Regions from separate parts of the Rattus norvegicus genome. Here region 2 is linked to region 1. The links are chromatin contacts, called in public Hi-C maps. All regions are on one chromosome and are shown on one strand. Each heading gives the region's core, a stretch centred on a gene start, on an enhancer-like site or on the middle of the called end of the contact. The rest is flanking DNA. Distances are from core to core; before and after follow the strand shown. Region 1 overlaps Rora (RAR-related orphan receptor A). Region 2 overlaps Rora (RAR-related orphan receptor A).

The links. Hi-C and Micro-C count contacts between places; a contact is called where the count stands out from the background.
Region 2: a Hi-C map of liver shows a contact between it and region 1, with 4 times the contacts expected there. The contact joins two enhancer-like sites. A contact is called at or near these places in 4 of 12 Hi-C or Micro-C datasets (hepatocytes, kidney and liver).

Annotation. Positions count from the first base shown.
Region 1 is chr8:78,486,345-78,489,044 of GRCr8, reverse strand. All of the region lies in intron 1 of Rora (RAR-related orphan receptor A), which reads right to left. Among named protein-coding and RNA genes, the nearest start is that of Rora, 300 kb to the right of the region's middle. Within about 2 kb of position 1,299, at least 9 of the 93 cell types and tissues checked have an H3K27ac peak or open chromatin away from gene starts, as enhancers often do. A contact at or near this core is called in liver, where this site is marked.
Region 2 is chr8:78,751,371-78,754,070 of GRCr8, reverse strand. The region is part of intron 2 of Rora (RAR-related orphan receptor A); the gene reads right to left. Among named protein-coding and RNA genes, the nearest start is that of Ice2, 170 kb to the left of the region's middle. Within about 2 kb of position 1,405, at least 2 of the 93 cell types and tissues checked have an H3K27ac peak or open chromatin away from gene starts, as enhancers often do. A contact at or near this core is called in liver, where this site is marked.

The DNA.
Region 1 (2,700 bases), core at 50-2,549:
ATGGATAGCACAGCTGGACCAGTCTTACAGCATACTCTCTGCTCCCAAAGCCATTTACATGGCTGTGCCTACGGACACAGGGCCAGTCCAGTCTTTGTCTGATTTTACTGACAGACAATAGACGGTTGCCTTCCTGTTGTGGTTTCTAGGTTCTTGGAGAGAAAACCCAGCTCCATCGCCCCCCCCCCTCCTCTATGTGTTCTTTTAAGAGTTTAAATCCCTCGCATGGGGATTGAACATACCATGCTGTAAAGAGAGACCATTTTAAAATACAAATATAGGAAAGAGTTGATTCAGGGCAATGGACTCCTTCCCCAGTGAGTAAGTAAAAAAGTAAGACTTCATTTGGGAAGCCACATTGGGTAAAGAAGAAGGTTTGGATTAGCTTTTAGGAAGAAGACCACAGAGACTGGGCAGGGGAAGCAAGCCTACCAGAAGCCCTGAAAATTGTCCATTATTTTGCGTAAGGTGCAGCCTGGTACACCCTCTGGACTCCAGAGAGATACTTAGACGATCCATTAAAAGATGTGATTTAAATTTTTCAGTGCAGTTTTCCGGAGGCACAATTTATATATCGAAAAATCCACACGCATTAATGTACGATTTTAATGACTTTTACCAAATTTACAGGGTGGTCACACCATTGGCAAGATTTAGTACTGGAAACGAGTATAATTTGGAGAACGAACACCCAGCAAAGGACATGCAAGGCTACCTGTCTGACACCAAGCTCTAGGGTTGTCTGCTCGCGGATGCCTCTCTGAGCAAGGTCCACCAGGCTTCTGAGCTGGAGGGAAGGAGGTGAGCTTAGAAGCCTGCCACCCTGCACTCAGACTCAGGCCTTGGTATAGAACCAGAAGCCCACCACGGACTCCACAGCCTCCATGTCAACTCTCTGGACAGTCTCTTGGAGCTCCTGGGCCACCTCTAGTTTGTAAAGCCAGGACTGCGAGGCTGGCCTCCACCCCAGCCTCCTCCCCCCCACTTCTCTTTGGAAAGCCTGTTGGATATGGACCAACATCTGGGCATTCTATGCTGGCTGCTGAGTCTCCTTATTGTCCCGGATTTCTTAAAGACAGTCAGCAGAACCCCCACCGCCAAAGCGATGTGACAGGGGCTGGGCCGTCCTTTCATCTCAGGGTGCTAAGTGACCCACCTCATTCTTGGTCTTTTTGTGTCACAAGAGTCAAGAGGAAAACAGAAAAAGTGGCCCTATTTTCAGGCCAAGGAGAGAACAAAGCCAGGACCCTGCTTTGTTGACGTTTGAGAACAGCAGCCTGAGTAAAGAATGGATATGAGCAAATATTTGCTTGAGTGTGGAACCCGCTGGAGCACTCTGCAGTTACTCTCCAGGGTCAAGTCACAGAGGTGGCACAGAGTCAACCGGAGTTCGGAGCAGGATATTTGAGGCACAGGCATGCCAGGCTCTCCTCTCTTCTGAAAATTCTCTTTCTCTTCCAGTGCCATTTTTCATGTATGTTCATGTTCGTGTGCCAGACCATGTGCATGTGGAGGAAGAGGACAGACAAACTTGGGTCAAGCTTGTCAGATTTTATCCCCCTTTTCCTTTCCTGTTGGTTCTTTTGAAACAATTTCTCAAGGTTTTACTGGGTAGCCAAGGTTAGACAAAAAAATTTTGTAATCCTTTGACCTCTGCTTTCCAAATACTGGGTTTATTGGCATGCACCATCATATTTAGACAGCAAATTACTTATAGAACTTCCCATGGTGATGTAAATTCTCTTTCTGACCCGTGCAGTACAGGGGTCTGTAGCCCCTGTGACCACAGAATACTTTAAATGAGGTTAGTGTGACTGAAGAACCACACTTTAAACGCCACAGGCTTCTAATTACTTTGAATTTAAATATAAACAGGCTCACATGACTGGTGGCTCCTATGAGGGACAGGAGGGGAACTTTGGCTCTAAGAAGCCGTGAAAGAAGCAGGGTACAGGATAGGACCCTGGTCTATGTTACACCAAGGAAAGCTCACATTTCTCTGCCAGTTCCTAACTCTGGGGTCAAGCCCAAGACAGTAAGCCACATGAAACCTCATTTTCTTTCTTCTGACAAACAGAGATCATACTGGGTCCCTCTCAAATAATACTGTGACCGTTGGGTGAGATAAAGCTCACAGTGCATTATTTACTATGTACTAAGAGCTCCAGGTATGGAGGCTATTAGAAAACCCCCGTGTTAGCCCTGAAAAGGATGTTTGCTGCTCTGAGTAACCCAGTATTTTGCTCACCAACTTATTTACATCTAAAATAGAAGGGCCTTTCCATCCACTGGGTGGAGACCGGAGAGGGAAGAGGAGGAGGAGGAACGGAGGACAGGCATTTTTGCTTAGTTGACATTTTTCCCAAGGCTGTTCCTGAAGGTGTCCTTTGATTGATTGGTTGAAATTACACAACATCTAGACAGATATTCAGATTCTCCCAGATGCATCTGCGCTGTATTAACCCTGTCGGTGCCACGGAAGAGATCTAGCCGGTCAGGGAGTATGCACTACTTGACTCCCAATTCTCTAGAGGCAAAGGACAAGTCATCGATGTCCAACGCCACTGCAAAAAAAAAAAAAAAAAAAATAGCCAAAAACATCGGGGTGGCACTTTCTGGATTACTTGACTTTTATTTTTGAACTAGAAAGAAAAAAAAAGGAAACACGGAGTTGCTGTGGAAGCTAGCCCTCAGCTCCCT
Region 2 (2,700 bases), core at 156-2,655, 260 kb before region 1:
TAAACTAAACCTAGAAGTTTCTAGTCACACATTTTTGAGGGGTGTGTGTGTGTGTGTGTGTGTGTGTGTGTGTGTGTGTGTGTGCATCACTGTCAGACTCTGGGAGGTGAGCTCCAGTCGCTGGCAGCAGCCACAGCCTTTATCTTTTGGGTTCCAGGAGTTAGCAGGAGTTTTATCTTGATGATGAAATCATCTTCAGAAGTGGGTGCTGAGGTTCAGAGAGTGAGTATCATTACTGAGAAAACACATTTTCCTTTTACACAGAGATACAGTCGTGCACTAGAGAGCCAGAAAAACAAAACCAAAAAAAAAAAAAAAAAAAAGTTGAGTTGCCTCAGAACAAACAAATATTCAGCACAGGCTGCAGGAAGTTTCCAGAAGATCAAAGAAGCTTTTCTCTATTGAGGTTGCTCAGGAACGTGTCTGCCGTTTCCTACCTTGGCTCTCAGGCTGCTGCTGGCTTTTATACATCCACCTCAGGAGGGCATTCCAACTTCAGCTTACTCAGAAGGGGCCTCAGAGAAGGAGGTCCAAGAATGCCATCTTGGGCTGGGGTGGGGGCAGGGCCAAGCGTGCCTGAATTGAAACACTTCTATCTAAAGGAGTTTCCTGGCAAGACTCAGGTTCAGACTCCTGCACTAACTTTGAGAAGAGGAGATGGGGGTGTTGAAGGAGGGGGGTGTGTGCATGAAAATTCCAGAGAGAGAGAGAGAGGCTGAGAAGGCTTTCTCAGTGTGTGAGTGGCCCTGGAAGGAAGAAGAGGAGGAAGAGGAGGAGGGGAGAAAGGAGGGGAAGGAGGGGGAGGAAGAGTCTCTTTCCCCCTGAGTTGAGATGAGAAGCTAGATGATCTGTGGGATCCTAGAGAGGCGATTGCAGATTTTTTTCTCAGGCCCTTGGGGAGAATATGGTGCTGGTTGGATTTTGATGCAAAATTTTTTTCCCAAATAATGGAGAAAGTTTGCCATCCTCTTGCTTAAAAAAAGAAAAGAAAAAACAAAACAAAACAAAACAAAACAAAACAAAAACCCCGCATTCTAGTTTCAGAAATCAATAACTATTCCAATCTTTAAAAAGCGATCATTTACTCTTGTCACAAGGTTTTGGGTGGTATGTTTATTGACACTTGATAGATTAGAAAACCGAGACTCTGGCTCCAAGGTATAGAGACCAGCAACAGGAAAGGCTCCACTCTGGGTGTCTCTGCTGCAATGGCTCTGCTTTTTCCAATGCAAGTGCCACAGCAGCTCTGGACAGCGACCTCCTAACAACGGACTGCTGTTGTTATCAGCAGGGATAGAGAGAAACTCTCCGGCTGGAAAGCTGAAGGACTAAGGTTGGGGAGGGAAGAGGAGGTGCTGGCTGTTACTAGGGCCCTATCTTTGCATGGGAACAAACAGGACTTTGCTCTGAGTCTGTGTTGGGACTTGCTGCTGAACCTAGAGGCACGCCCTGCATACCGGGCGCGCTCACCTCTGAGAACCGGGAGGTGAGAGAGCCTCTGTCTCTGAATGTGTCCAGTCTGCAGGATGCCCATCTAGGCCAGCCCAAAGGACACAGTTGCTTGCCTGGGAGCAAAGTCCCCTGGAGACCAACCCAATTCCAGCAAGGAGAATTCCACAAGCTTACTTCTGCTTGGATACCCTTTGGCCCCAGTACCTAGCTGTGTCAGAACCCATTTCGACAGCCTCTGAGCTCAGAAAGGACAGCTTCCCCTTATAGCTGCCTGGCAGATTCTCCTGTGTTTTCTGCTGTGATGTAATAGAGTTGGGTTACTCCAGATAGGCAACTGTTTATTATGATATAAGCCCATCTGTATCCCCCCACCAATGTGTAATTCCTTCCTTTTCACATTGATACCCACATGCACAGAAGAAATCCATTCCCAGAGACCTCTGGAAGCATCCCCATAGTTGGTACCAGCTTTCCACACCCTCCTCCCACACCAATCTTTTGTTAAAGTTGATATAACATATCTATAAAGCCAACTATTCTTTTCAGAGTCCCAAATAGCCATTTTAGCCACCTAAATCGGAGAGAGATAAATTTACCGTCCACTTTAGGTTTATGTGGGAACCATAAATATCAGGCTTGAGCCCCGAGGGCTAGAATTTCATGGGCCATTAAGCATGTCACCAGGTGGAAAGCTGTCAATAGCTAGATGTGAGTTACACAGAGACAACCTCAGTCAGCCTAGCTTAGGAAAGTACAGTCCCAGTCCAGAGGGGTGTCTTTTTAACTCACTCCTTCATGTATATACCAATTTCCTCCTCCCTCCACCGAACACTGACACTTGCTCCATTTCTTCCAGCTTGTTCCTCAGGCCAGTTAACAGGCAGCCCCCAGTCCTCATTCCCCTAGCATGAAAGGTCGGCGATACATAAGAATAAGAGATCCACAGCAAGCCAGACCTAGATTTAAAACACTGCTCTGCCATCCGATAGCCATGGAATAATGTAGAAACCACGTCGTCAATTTTAGCTTCAGTTTGTATAGCTGTGAACTTACTATTGATAATTAACAGCCTATGAAAGGTCTGGGGTTGGGGGAGGGACAGAGGATAGAGAGTGTAAGGGGCTAGAGTTCCAAGGGAGCAGACAGAGTGTGTTTATAAAAGCCAGAGAGCTTCACAAACAGAATGGGCTGGCTTAATAAAAGAAGACCACAGGCTTTCTGAGTTAACTGGATGCAGGTTGGTGGGTC